Regions from separate parts of the Mus musculus genome. Here region 1 is linked to region 2. A link is a contact called in public HiChIP or PLAC-seq data. All regions are on one chromosome and are shown on one strand. The core of a region is the stretch at or near the end of the contact, and the rest is flanking DNA. Distances in the headings are between cores, read along the strand shown. Region 1 holds the start of Map2 (microtubule-associated protein 2). Region 2 overlaps Gm51629 (a long non-coding RNA gene).

Region 1 (6,687 bases), core at 3,230-5,729, 95 kb after region 2:
GTATAGCCTTGGCTGTCCTGGAACTCACTTTGTAGACCAGGCTGGCCTCGAACTCAGAAATCTGCCTGCCTATGCCTCCCAAGTGCTGGGATTAAAGGCGTGCACCACCACCACCCAGCATTATCTTGAACTCTTCTTAATACTGTTTGCTTAAAACAATCTATTGGCATCCCCACTGCAGGCCAAGTCTGAACAATAATACCTCAGTGAAGTTCCATGATGGCCCTAAGTAACCCCAGCATCACTTGGGTATTTGCTCCTTTGTAAACAAACTGTTTCTCATTCATGCTTCATGAGAGTTCTATAGTGATACTCAATATTCTGCTTTCAAGTGTCTCCTAGTGAATTAGATGCATAAGAGTTGATTCAATAAACAGTACAATAAGTGACCTTTAGTTGGGCTTCTTCTACTTCTAGCATGTTCAAAGGCTCATGCTATATAAAATATATCAGACCTTCAGTATGTTTTTGTTAAAAAAAACTCCTACTTCCTTATTTATACTTGGCACCACTTTATTACCTATAATCTTTATACTACTTATGAGCTCTCATACGTAAGATTACATAACTGCTATTTGTCTTCTTTGATGTCTGACCCTCATATTAGTTCATGCCCTATGGTAGCTACTGATATTTCCCTTCATTGTTGTATGTTAGATATTTTGAAATCCACTTAAAAATGAGACCATAACCACATTTTTCTTTCTGTGTCTGGCTCATTGCATTTCAGTTCCAGGCTCAAGCTTGTGACAAGTAATAAAACCTGTGCTGATTTGTTTCAGGAATAACAATATCTACATGTATTTTTGTTCTGAAGCATTTGCAGCACACACATGTTTTCTATTCTCACCTGACACTTGGGTTGTTTTGGTATCCTCAGTGATCTGCATAGTGCTGCAATAAGGACAAGAACCTTTACTAGTTAGCTCTGTGTACTTTTGTAGTTTCTCTTAAAGCTAGATATTTACACCTTTTGCCATCTGTATAATTTATACTGTGATAGCTTTTGATAATTATCTTTCTATCTTGCCCTCCCATCTTTTCTTCCATCTCTCCTTCTTACCTTCTGTCATCTTTGTCAGGTGTGTTTAACTGTAATATTTATTGGTTTATGTGGACCAACTTAGCTGAAGGGAAAAAAAGATTATATTAAGCAGACTTTGGTATCATAATTCTTTGCAAAATGCTTACATATCTGCCTATTATCTCAAATAACAAAATCAAGACAGCTGGGCGAGAGTACATATTTTCTATTAATTTTTAAAGCAAAAAGCATACTATTTATTGTCTTAATCATTTTGAGACAAGGTCTCACTCTGTGATCCAGTCTGGCCTTGAACATGTTTTTCTGCCCCTCTTTTCTTTCTGAATTGAGAGTATATAAGCATGAACTATCATGCTCAGCTATAGTCAAGTTTAAAAAGATTGTCAGAGTATTTTGGCCCTAAGAAGCCTTCATTAACTATTATGATAATTTTTTAATTTAAAAAATTCAAACATAGTGTATTATAATATCAACAGAAGACAATCCTGCTCTTTCTGGTCATTTAAGAGCTTGCAGCCTCTTGCTAGGCACTTTGCAGAATTCAAAGGAAGTAGGAGAGAAATCTATTTTAAATTTTAAATAAATGTAAATCATACAGTAGAAATCAAAATACTGATTTTTATGGCAATGTAAGTAAAATATGGCATTCACATAGAATGCTTAATATGAATAATAGGGAAAGCATATGTACCACAAAGATGACTTTTATTGTCTTTGAACTAATCATCCATTAATGTAACTTTCACACTATTAAAAATCTTTTTCATATATAAGAATTGTATAAACATCTTTCTCAATACAGCTTCCCTGCTCCAACTCCTAGTCCTCCCATGTTTTATATCACTTCCACTCATGACCTTCTCTTCTTTAATTGTTATTGTATTATATGAGAGAGAGAGAGACAGAGAGAATTGAGTGTATCTGGTGTTGTTCAAATGTACATGTGTTTAGGACTAACTACTTGGGATTGGGCAACCAATCAGGGGATCATCCTTGGAGAGAGATGATTCTCTCTGTCTCAGCCCTTTATCTAGGGCCTCAAGAAATTTACCCCAGCCACACTGGCTTGTCAACTGATGCCTTCATTATACACATCTTGCTTAGGAAACCATACTTTTAAGACCTCATGCATTCAGCTTCTTTGTTCTGTCCAGAAGGAGAGCAAATGACACTATAACTCAGCAGGTCCTCTGGCAATGACAGTCTTTCCAGCCCCTCTTCTGGAATGTTCCCTGAGCCTTGGGTATAGCATTGCGATGTAGATTACCAATTATGACTGGGTACACCATAGTCACTTATTCTCTATGTTTTGATCAGCCCTGGATCTCTGTGATTCTGCATTCTGATGGGGCAAGAAATTTCTTTGAGAATTCCTGAGAACTGTACTAATCTATAAGTGAAAGGACAGGGATTTAGAATGTAGTTAGGAATTAGATTAATTTAGGAAAATAGCAGGAGTAGCTTCTCCTCGAGGGTCTATGACTCTCCTGCCATGTGTAGTTGGCTTGAGCCACACACAGTACCAGGCATGAATTCCTTCCTATTAAGCAGTCCTTAAGTCTAATTAGACAGCTGTTGGTTATCCCCCCAATAAAAATGTTGTTATTATTGCACCATTGAGAATATCTTATCAGGCCAGTCATTTTTGTGATTCATAGGCTGAGGAAAATCACTTCTTAAATCTGTAGTAAAAAAAGATTTTTGACTGACATCTCTACCTCTACATGCACATAGATGAATACATGCATACACACACACTGACACACACACACACACACACACACACACGCATACACACACATTGGCATGCACACATGCATGCATACAATACACCTGGACTTCCAGTTTTCCAGCATCATTGTTTTAGATAACCCCAGAAAGATTTACATTGTGATATATACGATCAACATGGGAACCCTGGCTCAGTTTGATATTCCACTTTCATGCTTGTAAAAACAACAATGCCAATAATGTCAGAAGTCCCAGGCCCTGATGGTTAAGCTGGGTGAACAAGATAGATCTGCAAAGGGCAGTTGATCCATCTGACTGCCAGAATGTAAAAGGAAGAAGGGCTGTTGCTATGATCACCCAAGTTCTGTGGCCTTATACACAGTCCAGCACAGACAGTAGGCAAAGCTGGTTCGTAAGATTAGTGCAGTGTGTCCTAAAAGGGGAGAATGTTGCTTCTGCAAATGAAAGGTTGACAAGATCAAAGGCACAGGATCTTACTGGATTCTGTTTTGCCTTCAAACAGCATAAGAGGAAAGAAGAGAAAGTCACTTGGTGAGAGGGGACAGCCCAGTGGGCTAGTTAGGAAGCCAGGCTGCTGCCTCTGTGTGGGAATTAGGATGTAGTAGCCCTCAGGCCCCAGCTTTCTCATCTGTGAGGCTGAGTGATTTCTGAAGATGCAGATATGGATTGGATCAATCCCATAGAAAAGAAAAAAAATGAATATTTATGAAAGCAAAATTAGCTCATGATCAAAAATGGGGAAGAACATGGCAGCAGGAAATGAAACTCCATCTTAATTGAATTGAAAGCACAACACAAATCTGTCAGAGGCAGAGCTTTCTAGAAGGAGGAGAAGGAACTGTATCCTTTTGTCTCCAGATTTTCTCCACTGTACTCCTGTTCTCTCTTCCTGGCATCTCCCTTCTCTCCAACCCCCACCCCCTTGCTTTTTGTTTCCGGTAACCATGGTGATACTTCCTCTCAGCAACCTTCTTTGCAGCTGGCCCTTTTGATACACAGAAAATTTACTCCATTTACTGGTTCAGGGCTCTAACAATGCTTTACCAATTCATCTATTAACCATTTTCTCCAGGATAATACAGGTGAAGAATTATTCTACAGTTAAGTCCCCTACATAAAGCACACTGTATGACAGGGATATTCAATTGTTAATTTCATTTGCTAACACGAAGGGGAGACTGGTTATGCCAAACACTGAGTTCCCTGTAATAACCTTCACCTCAGGGACAGCAAAGTCCCAGTCCTCAAACTGGTTGTCACCTTCTTTTGTATGGAACCAGAATAAAATGATTGCAGAGGGATATCACATGGCTAGCCTTGAAGTGACACATTGCCAAGCTTGTAGTTATCATATTTACAAAGCCTTTGAATTTTCTGTAGAAAAATATATACTAGTATATACACTTCTTTAATACATACCTTTTTGGGACATAAATAATAATATGGGATAGTTTTTAAATATTGTATTCATCTGTCAATGACAAAACCTCAAACTATCTCTAGTATACTTCATATAGATAATAAAATTCCAATTAATGATCATTTACTTATGTCCAGTTTGTGTAGCTTAACTTGCCTGTAATCCTATATTCCTGAAAACGAGTCTCTCTAAGCCTGCCCCGCCCCCACGTGTGTGTGTGTGTGTGTGTGTGTGTGACACAAAGGAGACCAGATGATGACATTCGTAGGCTTATAGACTTGACTCCTGGGGACACATTTGGATGGAGGCAATTAAAATGCCTGTCAGGCATTTGGTACCAGAAGTCCCCATGGCAAACCGCTAAATCCTAAGCCAGAGGCAGCATCCTTTTGTCAGTGAATGATGGCGGAGCTGAGTGGCTTGTCATCATTCTCGAAAATTCTAAGCCTAGTGAGCTCTCTCTCCCTCTCCTACTTGCCTTATTTTCCTTTCCGCCACTGCGGGGACTTTTTCTAATTTGCAGCTTCCCTTTCCACGGCACACACAGACAGGAGCTGGTGGCTTTCAGACTGCGTCTGTCTGGAGCTAGCGACACAGAACAGAGGGAGTGTTCCTGAAGCAGGGTTCTGCGGTGGCAGCTCTTACAGACTCCATTCGAGGGGTATTGCTGCATATCTACCGGTAATGCTTTAGGGCTTTTTACATTTTCTTTTCTTTTTAATCCACGTTTTCAAAGGATCAGCTTTATGTGGCCTCGGAATACTGTGTTTTAAATACGTTATTGAGCTTAAAATCCAAGCGCTGCCTTTTTTGTGCTCCAGACTCCAAGGCATACATTTATTATCTGGATATCAAGGATGAATGGACTTATTGGTGAGTTGTGATTTTTGATATTTATCTGACAAACCTATATGTATATATGTGTTTCTTTTGTTTCTCTAGGTTCCTCAGCTTGTCTCTAACAGAGGAAGCACTGATTGGGAAGCACTCAGTCAGAAAATTAAAAGGTACTGCATGATTTATTTGGACGTTTAAAGGAAGGGCAATTGAGAAAGAATTGGAATGCTTTTATTTTAGGTTTACCCTCATGGCTGGTTTTTTATCCCAGAGTGGATTGTCTGATCTTTGTCTAGAAGATGTAGGAGTTCTTATGCAGATTTCACCATCAGCCGAGGCTATTTTGAATAGAAAGTATCTAAAAAATATATGCCTTTTGTCTATGCTGCAAATACTAAGAAATATCAGCTTGCCTAGCTCATCTGTAATGTTTGGATTTTTGTCATTGTGACAGTTAACAAAATGTCTGAAATATGTGTATCACAAAGAAAATATATTTATTTGAACTTAAGAGAAACATGTTAAAAATTATTTTAGATGGAGGTTTCCTGTGGATCCATGCTTTAAAAAATAAATATTCTAAATAAAATGGTTCACCCTTTTAGATGGGAAGAGCTTTGGAGACTGAAGCCCAGGGATGACTCAGTGTTGTGAAATTTGGTGAATAAAATATTATAATTTCTATACAATATCTTTAGTATACAACAGGAAATATATTTAAAGTCAGAAATGGTTAATTTTCAAAAGAGCTTAGTATCATATGCTTTATTCAGAATTAATAACATAAGAAAATAGATCCTTTCTCTTGCTATGAAAGCAGTTGAATCCATTGATCTGGGCCTCAAGCCTTACATGAAAAATAATCATTTTTAAACTTAGCATGAGGGTGTATATTGACTTGAAAGGGCAGTTATGATTACTGCCTGCTCTTTAATTTTTTAACTTTATCTCTGACTTTAACATATGTTCTTGTCCACAAAACCTATATAGTAGTCATTTACCAAAAAAAAAAAAAAAAAAAGATGAAGAAGAAGAAGAAGAAAGAAAGAAAGAAAATGGAAGACATTTTCTGCCTTCCTGAGGAGAGACCAGTCAGTGCCACCCTTAAGCCTTTTCCTGGCATCCCGATAGAATCCTCCTTAGAATTCTCCTTTAAGACTGTCAGTTGAAAATATTTCATACTTTTAGCTTTCTAAAAACTATACTTTTTAAAAAATGGCTGAGACAACCGCTATAAGCTTGAAAGATTCTAGCCGTGAGAGTGTACACCATGAATCGGAGGATTTACAGCAGGTTCATTTTCTCTGCAATGGGTAATCACGAGCGACTTAATTTATTCATCCCACAAGCATTGCTGAAGAGCCCGGCTTCTGTGGGTAGTCCCAGCACAAGAGAGGAAGAGACACATGGCACTGTCCTCAGGCTTCCAACGCGTAGGCTCAACCATACATGATTCTGAACAGGAGAAGGAATTAAAATAAATAAATAAATGAGTGTGCTCTCCCAAGAGATGCCACGTTTTGTTCTTAAAGACAAATGACATGAAATGACATGGTTATGCATTTTCCTTGTCTCAGAAATTCGTCAGGAGAATTATGTATCTAAGCCTCAAACAAGCCCCATCCCTACCTCC
Region 2 (6,805 bases), core at 3,944-6,443:
ACTGGGGTTATAAAAATGCTATACTCTATGTTTCCCCACACTAAGACAACTCAGTTCTACAAGTGTACACTACTAAAGCCACCAGGCTTTTTTTCTCTAGTCCATTCAAGTAGTTCTGTATTTTCCAAAAGAATGAAAGTACTGAGGAATGCCTGGACAGGAAGTAATCCTTGTATGTTGTTTGGTCAGATAATAAATGCAAATGTTTTCACTACTAATTATTATACATTTATGATAAATTGTCTTTTGAGGGTTATCATATCATGATGATTTACTAAATATTTTAAGAACAATATCCTTGATTTCCACATTTAATAAAAAACAAGGGAGTGATATTCAACAATAGGACCATGCCTCTTTATTTGATGTATGTTAATATTTAAGAATGTCTTTTACCCTTTGTGAATGAAGGGTTCATTTACTTTTAAAATGTCAAGGCAAGCATTGTATGCAAACTTATATTCAATCATTTAGCTTGGTAATGTCATTTTCTCATCCTTATTGGCAAAGTGGCCAAGTATACATAGTTCTAAGCTATGGACCACAGATATATAAATTGAGGCAGCACTGCTCTTGGATCCATCACTCAACAGCAGTCTTTACATTAACATTTGAAGCTGTGTGTGCTGACAAGTAATACTGGGATGTTTATATATTAATATGGAGTGTAATAACGGGAAATTAAGAGTGATTTCTATAAAATTATAAGCATACTTGCCCAAAAGAACCCTGGTATTATTTTGTGGTTTCATTAAATGCTAAAAGTGTTTTTAAAAAACGTTAAGGCAAGGAGATATTTTAACAATAAAGTAAATCTGGCCTCTCAGCATTTTCTGACTTTAAAAGAGTCCTAAAAAGTTCATGCAAATGAAATTCTTCATCAAGGTAGCAAAAGAGAAAGGAATACTATAAATTCATGATGCAACAGACAAGTTGTGAGCTGAGAACTGGGGGCTAAAAATTGAACCTGGGTTCTCTGGAGGAGCAGCCAACACTCTTACCCACTGAGCCATCTCTCCAGCTCCTTTTGGTCTATAACCTTAAAAAGTATAAGAATTCTTAATGAGCCATCTGAAGTACTCTTAAGACCAATTTGTGAAATCTTTAATAAAGGTTTTACATATGAAGAATGTAATTATCAATTGGAACAAGTCAGGGAATAAAACTGAACTTATTATTCATCATTTAACCACCCCTTGTAAAACAGTGAGTGCCTGCACGTTTACACTGTATTTTCCAGTGTGTATTTCACAAAAAGCAGTCTCATATCTTCTCCTGTGATTTCCTCATGAAAAAAATATTTCCAGCAAGCTGCCTTCAGTTTGAAGAGATCCACTTCTGTTTGTCTTAACCAGGTGAGTCTGTGCCCAGAGACTTGCTCACATTCTGCAATCCTGATTCAGGGTGTTTCCTGACATTGAATACTTCAGAGGAGGAGGCAAGCTTTAAAAACAGCGTTCATTACCTCAGATGCTCTCTGTAGCAGCTAGTGGCTAACCCAGGGGAGTTGGAAATACAGGAGAGCAGCCAGGAGGTGAACAAAGCAATTTTGGTAACAATTGGCTGTGGTTTTGTCTTGCACATGTTCTTTGCTTTGATGTAAGCCTTGGCTCACTGCAGCCAATTGAGTTAAATGACTTAAGACAATGACTGCTGAACACACCAGTCAGTAAGATGTTTTTCTTAGCCAGAAAGTAAGGATTACAAGTGTTTTGTGTAGTTTTTGTTTTTGTTTTTGTTTTATACTTTGGATTGTAGGAAGGTAAAGATGTAGGTTCTCTAATATTACCTATTGATTATTCTGTCAGCCTAGAAAATAATCTATAGTCTATAGGATAGGTATTCTAAATTTCATTTCTGATAGTAGTTTGATCAGGATTCAATTTAGTATATTTCACTTTGGAAATAAATATTGCTATGAGAAAGGAAAAGGATTACATTATTATAATTTAATTTGTATATAAATAAAAATAGCAACTCTTTTAAGATATGACATTTTAAGAAAGGGGTATGCTATTGAAGTTTGAAATAATTTACTTATGAAGTAATATTGTATTACACAGTGAAGGAATACATGAAAATTGTTATTTTAGCCCTATGTATATGTGTGTGCATGTTTATTAATGTGTGTTTATTGTATGTATATGCATTTATTATGTGTGTGTTTATGTGTGTTTATGTCTATATGTGTTTATATATGTAGCTCAAATCTATAAATAGGAAGAAGAAATACATAGGTAATTTTCTCAATTTTCAAAGAACACATCTGAATTCTGAATCTTATTTGAGAATATTTTTGTGCATTTTTTGAGATTATAATATAATTGTAGCATCTCTCCCTTCCCCTTCCTTCCTCTGGACCTTCACATATACCTCTCCCTATGCTCCTTCAGACTCATGGCCTCTTTGTCACTTCTTGTTATAGCTTGCATATGTGTATATGCATAAATGTATATATTCCCAATTATAATCTCATTGTCTCCTCCCTGTCAAGGTGGTAATTTCAGTAGAGACTTTCTCAAGTGACAGCTCTTCACTTACTATCAAATGACCATTGATTAAGTTGAAAGCATTCATATCCTTCCCCAGTTTTCCAAGTGTATGGCACAGAATGTACCTAGCTCTATTTATCTTCATCCTACAGACTGGAGAATTGATTTATATTTATATACCAGTTGAGAACAGTCTGTAATACTGTTGGAAGTTTACATAAAGAAATTAACATCCTACTATGTGTTTATACACACAGGCAAACCACAAGCCATGAGTGGAAAACTGCCTTCTGAATAGTTCTTCAAAAGGGATAGTTGAAAAATGTTGTCTTTGAGATATATAAATTATAATTGAAATTTTGTTCTCTCTTTTTATAAAGACAATGGGAAACAACTCTGAATTAAAAGGCTAAATGTTTGTTCTCTTCCACCTTAGGATAGGATAAATATGAGGCCACAATATTCTATAACATTAGGACAAACTATCCTATCTACTTACTAGTATTTGTTGGAGAAACACACGTGTGATCTTAGGGTACATGATGCAGGAGAGGCTTTAGAAGATAAGCAGAGACTATGTTGAAGAGTTAAGAACAAGATAAAGGTCAAATCAACATTAACTATATTCATAAACAGCATTTTTGTTTGTTTGCTTGTCCCCAACAGGGAGTTTAGTTCAGTTTGTGGTGGGCTTGCTTAGCATGGACCAGGCCCAGAATGTGTTTTCCTACACTGCTCAGAGAAAAGGGAACAGCCACATGAGAATGGAATCCATCTACAGTTTTAGTTTTCATTAATTAGTTCATTCTGAAAAACTATCCATTTTGTATTTCTACATTTTCTTGTTTTACTGAATCTTTCACTTTAACACTAAGGGATTACTGCAGCTCATGTGTAACATACCTTATGATGTCTAGGATCAAGAAACAGGAACAAGGTCTGTGACCATGTATTCCAGAAGCTTCTTAGATGGTCTCCAGGAAAATGTAAATATTTTCCCCTTGGAAAAATGATCAGGTGAGAAGTTGACATATACTGTGATCCTTTTAGCCTTTGAGAGAGCAGCAATTTTCCCATAGTTCTCAATGTTTTTTGTCCTTTGGACTGAATATCTCATCACATCCATTACTCATCTCAAAATACAGGTTTGGGCCTGGCTTTGGGGTACAAACCTATAATCCCACCATTCAGAAAAACAAGACAAGAGACCCTAAGTTCAAGGATAGTTTGTGCTACAGACTAAGACTCTGAATCAGACAAATAAAAACAAGTTTCCTACACACAGTTCATGTTTGCATGCATGCTCACACGCATGCATGCACACACACACAGAAGAGGCACTGTTTCAGATCGGAAGTAGGACTAGTGGAAGGCATGGCAGGTGGTGGTGAGCATGGGTGAAGTCCAATGGCGTGAAGTCATGAACACATTGCAGTGAAATGCACCGTTTCATTTGCTAAATTAAAAAATGAAAGCAAAATTCTTATCACCTATGGCAGAGAAAAGTGCTCTCCACCCCCCCACCCACCCACCCAACAACAAACATTTAGAAAATGCTTCAAAATTGTTAGGAATTAAAGCTGGCTGAGACTTTTCCCCAAGAATGCGGTTATGTTCTCTAAGAAGCTTCTGGGAGGGAAATCATAATCAGAACATAGCATATGGATAAATCTATTTTCAATAAAAGAAAATTGGGGTGGGGAATACATGTGGTTATGGGTCCTAGTTTCAGAATGGTAATACAGATGGTCACCCATTGCTGGCCTGTAACACAGTGGTAGAGCACTTACCTAAGAAATACAGAGCACCGGATCCCATCTCAGGGCTATAAATAAAATAAAACAGGAGCAAACAAACATGTTAACATTTCCTTACTGTGGAATTAAACATCTCATTAAGCAAAGGCAGCAGAGAGAGCCATTTACAGAAAGGGACTCAGCCCTGACATCTCCCTGCCAGTCTCCATTTTGTTTTTCCTTCAGCCATACTTACAATTGAGGCTGTCACCTGAGAAATGGATGGCTGCTCTCCACTTGCTTATCCTGAAAGTGAAATACATCCTGCTGGTCGGAGACCCATTTCCCTAATGGTGATTAAAACTGGGCAGAGAGCCCACTCTACTAAAAACAGTCTCCAAGACCTGTCACCAACTTCAGTCTGGGAAGAGCAACATTGGAGGCTTCATTCCTTGAAAAATACACAATGTCCATATGATTAAATGCACTACGTGCTCTCTCTCTCTCTCTCTCTCTCTCTCTCTCTCTCTCTCTCTCTCTCTCTCTCTCTCTCTCATTTTCTGGACCACAGAGCGCACCTCTAGGCCTTAATTATGCCAGCTGTTCCTTAACCCATCACCTAAATATTACCCTCATGTGTCAGCTGGCTTGACAGAATACCTTATACGTTCTCTTTAAGACAATTCATCTTTCTTATTCCAAACTACATGTCTTTTCTTCATTTGAGAAAAGTGAGTGAGTTCTTCAGAGGAAGAAAAAAAAAAACATAGAGATTTTATTCAGCACCATGTGAAAGCAGCCCCTCCACCCTTTGTCATCTTAATTGATTTCAGCTAAGCATTCAGAACTTCACCACAAAGCTGCCTGAGCTATTTTTCTTTTAAAATGAGGCCAAGTCTTGCTGGCACCCATGAAGAGGGCCATACTGACAGAGGGCAATTTGCCAGCAGGGTTCAGCTGCAAGGCCAGAGTCTGAGGATAGCTTCTCCGTGCCTTTTCCTAGAGTCTGCAGGGGAGACAGCCTGTAGTCCAGGGTGGCACTATGTAAGAGGTACTTTGAGGACTTTTCAGATGACCCTGTGTCAATGAAAATGATCCGCTGATTTCTTCAGATTTACTGGCGTGACTAGGGATGCTGGGCGATAAGTGTGGCCAGTGTTGTGCGGGTTTGAAGTGAGTCCATTCTGAAACAAAACGTCAGGGTTGTTCTTTCCTTAAAGATGACCAGAACACCTACATAAAATAAGCCAAGGTATCACAGAGATGTCCGGCTCTATCAAAGAAAGAAAAATGTGACACGTTAGTGTTGTTGATTGTGTTTGGTTTTCTTTCCATGCTTTGGCCAAAACCACATGAATCTTAGTGTATGCCTTCCCTCCTCCTACAACTGTGCTTAATGGGGATATGTGTGGACAGAATGAACCTTAAGTTGTTATAGAACCAACATGAAGACAATTTCTACATCGACATTAAAGAATTTATCCAAGTTATTTTTTTCTTTTCTCTCCCTCTCTTTCTCAATCACTTCTCTCTTCTCACCATATTCCATTTTCCCACACTATTGTGATGCTAACAAAAACTACATTGATAAATTACCTACTGTGCTCCATAAGAAAATGCTGATGGGGCTAAAGTTTCCTAGAGTCTGAGTCAGATCAGTTAGAGATAGATTAAAGAAAAAAAAATCAACACACATCATGGGAGTCATGTCAGGACAGGTCCCAGTACCTATTTGGGAAAGACAGCAATTTTAGAAAAATCAAACAGTTCAGCTTAAAATCCTGATCATGTCCCTCGTGTGTCATCTCAACAAAGTTGCTCTCTGTGTCTTCAAATGGAGTGAACACAAGATTGTTGAGTTCATAGGCATTCGAAGAGCTATGTGGGTTAATCTATCTAATGAGTCCTCAGCTTAGAACAAACAATGATGATTCACTTGTTAATTTTAAGGGCCAATGTCAAGTTCCCAGAATGCATTTGGATATGGGCATACAATTTATAATATCTTAAGAACAAGGAACAGCCAAAGTAAGAGATAGCATGGTTGTGTCACCGACACCCATCACATTGCAGCCACTGAGCTTTCGCTGTGGTGTCCACTTTCTCAGCCTAAGTAGGACAGGCATGTGTAAATAATTGACTCTCTGCTGCTGTTTACATCATTAATAAACCTCCTTGCAGCAGCTGTGATCGCCCACCTGCTGCACAGTGCTACAGCTTTTGCTTTGTTGGTTTCTGTTCCACTTCCTCTCCAAAGTTGGTTATGCAAATGCATTAATTGATATCCTGGGAGATTTAGCTTGAAGGAGTTGCTTGTGTTTGGACTGGACATTTTAACTGTAAGTGGATGAAATTCAATAGGCTTTGTGGATTTTTCTAGAGGCGATGCCTCTTTGTATCTAACTTACCCACTCACACAGTTTCATTGGTTTGCCTTCACTTAAACACTTGGATTTGTTGAGAAGCAATTAATAAAATCTTTTTGGAGGAATGATTTTAATGAGTATGAATTTCTAACCATCCTAGCATATGCTGATTCAGCTTTAAGTGGTGAAAGCTAGTGATTTGTTTTCTGTA

Evidence for each region. HiChIP or PLAC-seq counts read pairs in DNA pulled down with a chosen protein or histone mark.
Region 1: an H3K4me3 HiChIP or PLAC-seq map of neural progenitor cells shows a contact between it and region 2, with 4 times the contacts expected there. The contact joins the promoter of Map2 here to the enhancer-like site in region 2. A contact is called at or near these places in 1 of 484 Hi-C or Micro-C datasets (nephron progenitors), 5 of 115 datasets of contacts at active chromatin or transcription factors (astrocytes, forebrain, neural progenitor cells and 1 more) and 2 of 9 other capture datasets (adipose tissue and pancreatic islet).

What each region holds. Positions count from the first base shown.
Region 1 is chr1:66,317,245-66,323,931 of GRCm38.p6, forward strand. It overlaps Map2 (microtubule-associated protein 2), which reads left to right and starts at 4,480. Exons shown (of 15, transcript NM_001310634.1): 1 at 4,480-4,898; 2 at 5,160-5,224.
Region 2 is chr1:66,222,003-66,228,807 of GRCm38.p6, forward strand. It overlaps Gm51629 (a long non-coding RNA gene), which reads right to left. Exons shown (of 3, transcript XR_003947841.1): 1 at 4,485-6,805; 2 at 4,283-4,317; 3 at 1-3,948. It also overlaps a transcript of Map2 not described here. Among named protein-coding and RNA genes, the nearest start is that of Gm51629, 5.3 kb to the right of the region's middle. Within about 2 kb of position 5,194, at least 18 of the 459 cell types and tissues checked have an H3K27ac peak or open chromatin away from gene starts, as enhancers often do. A contact at or near this core is called in neural progenitor cells, where this site is marked.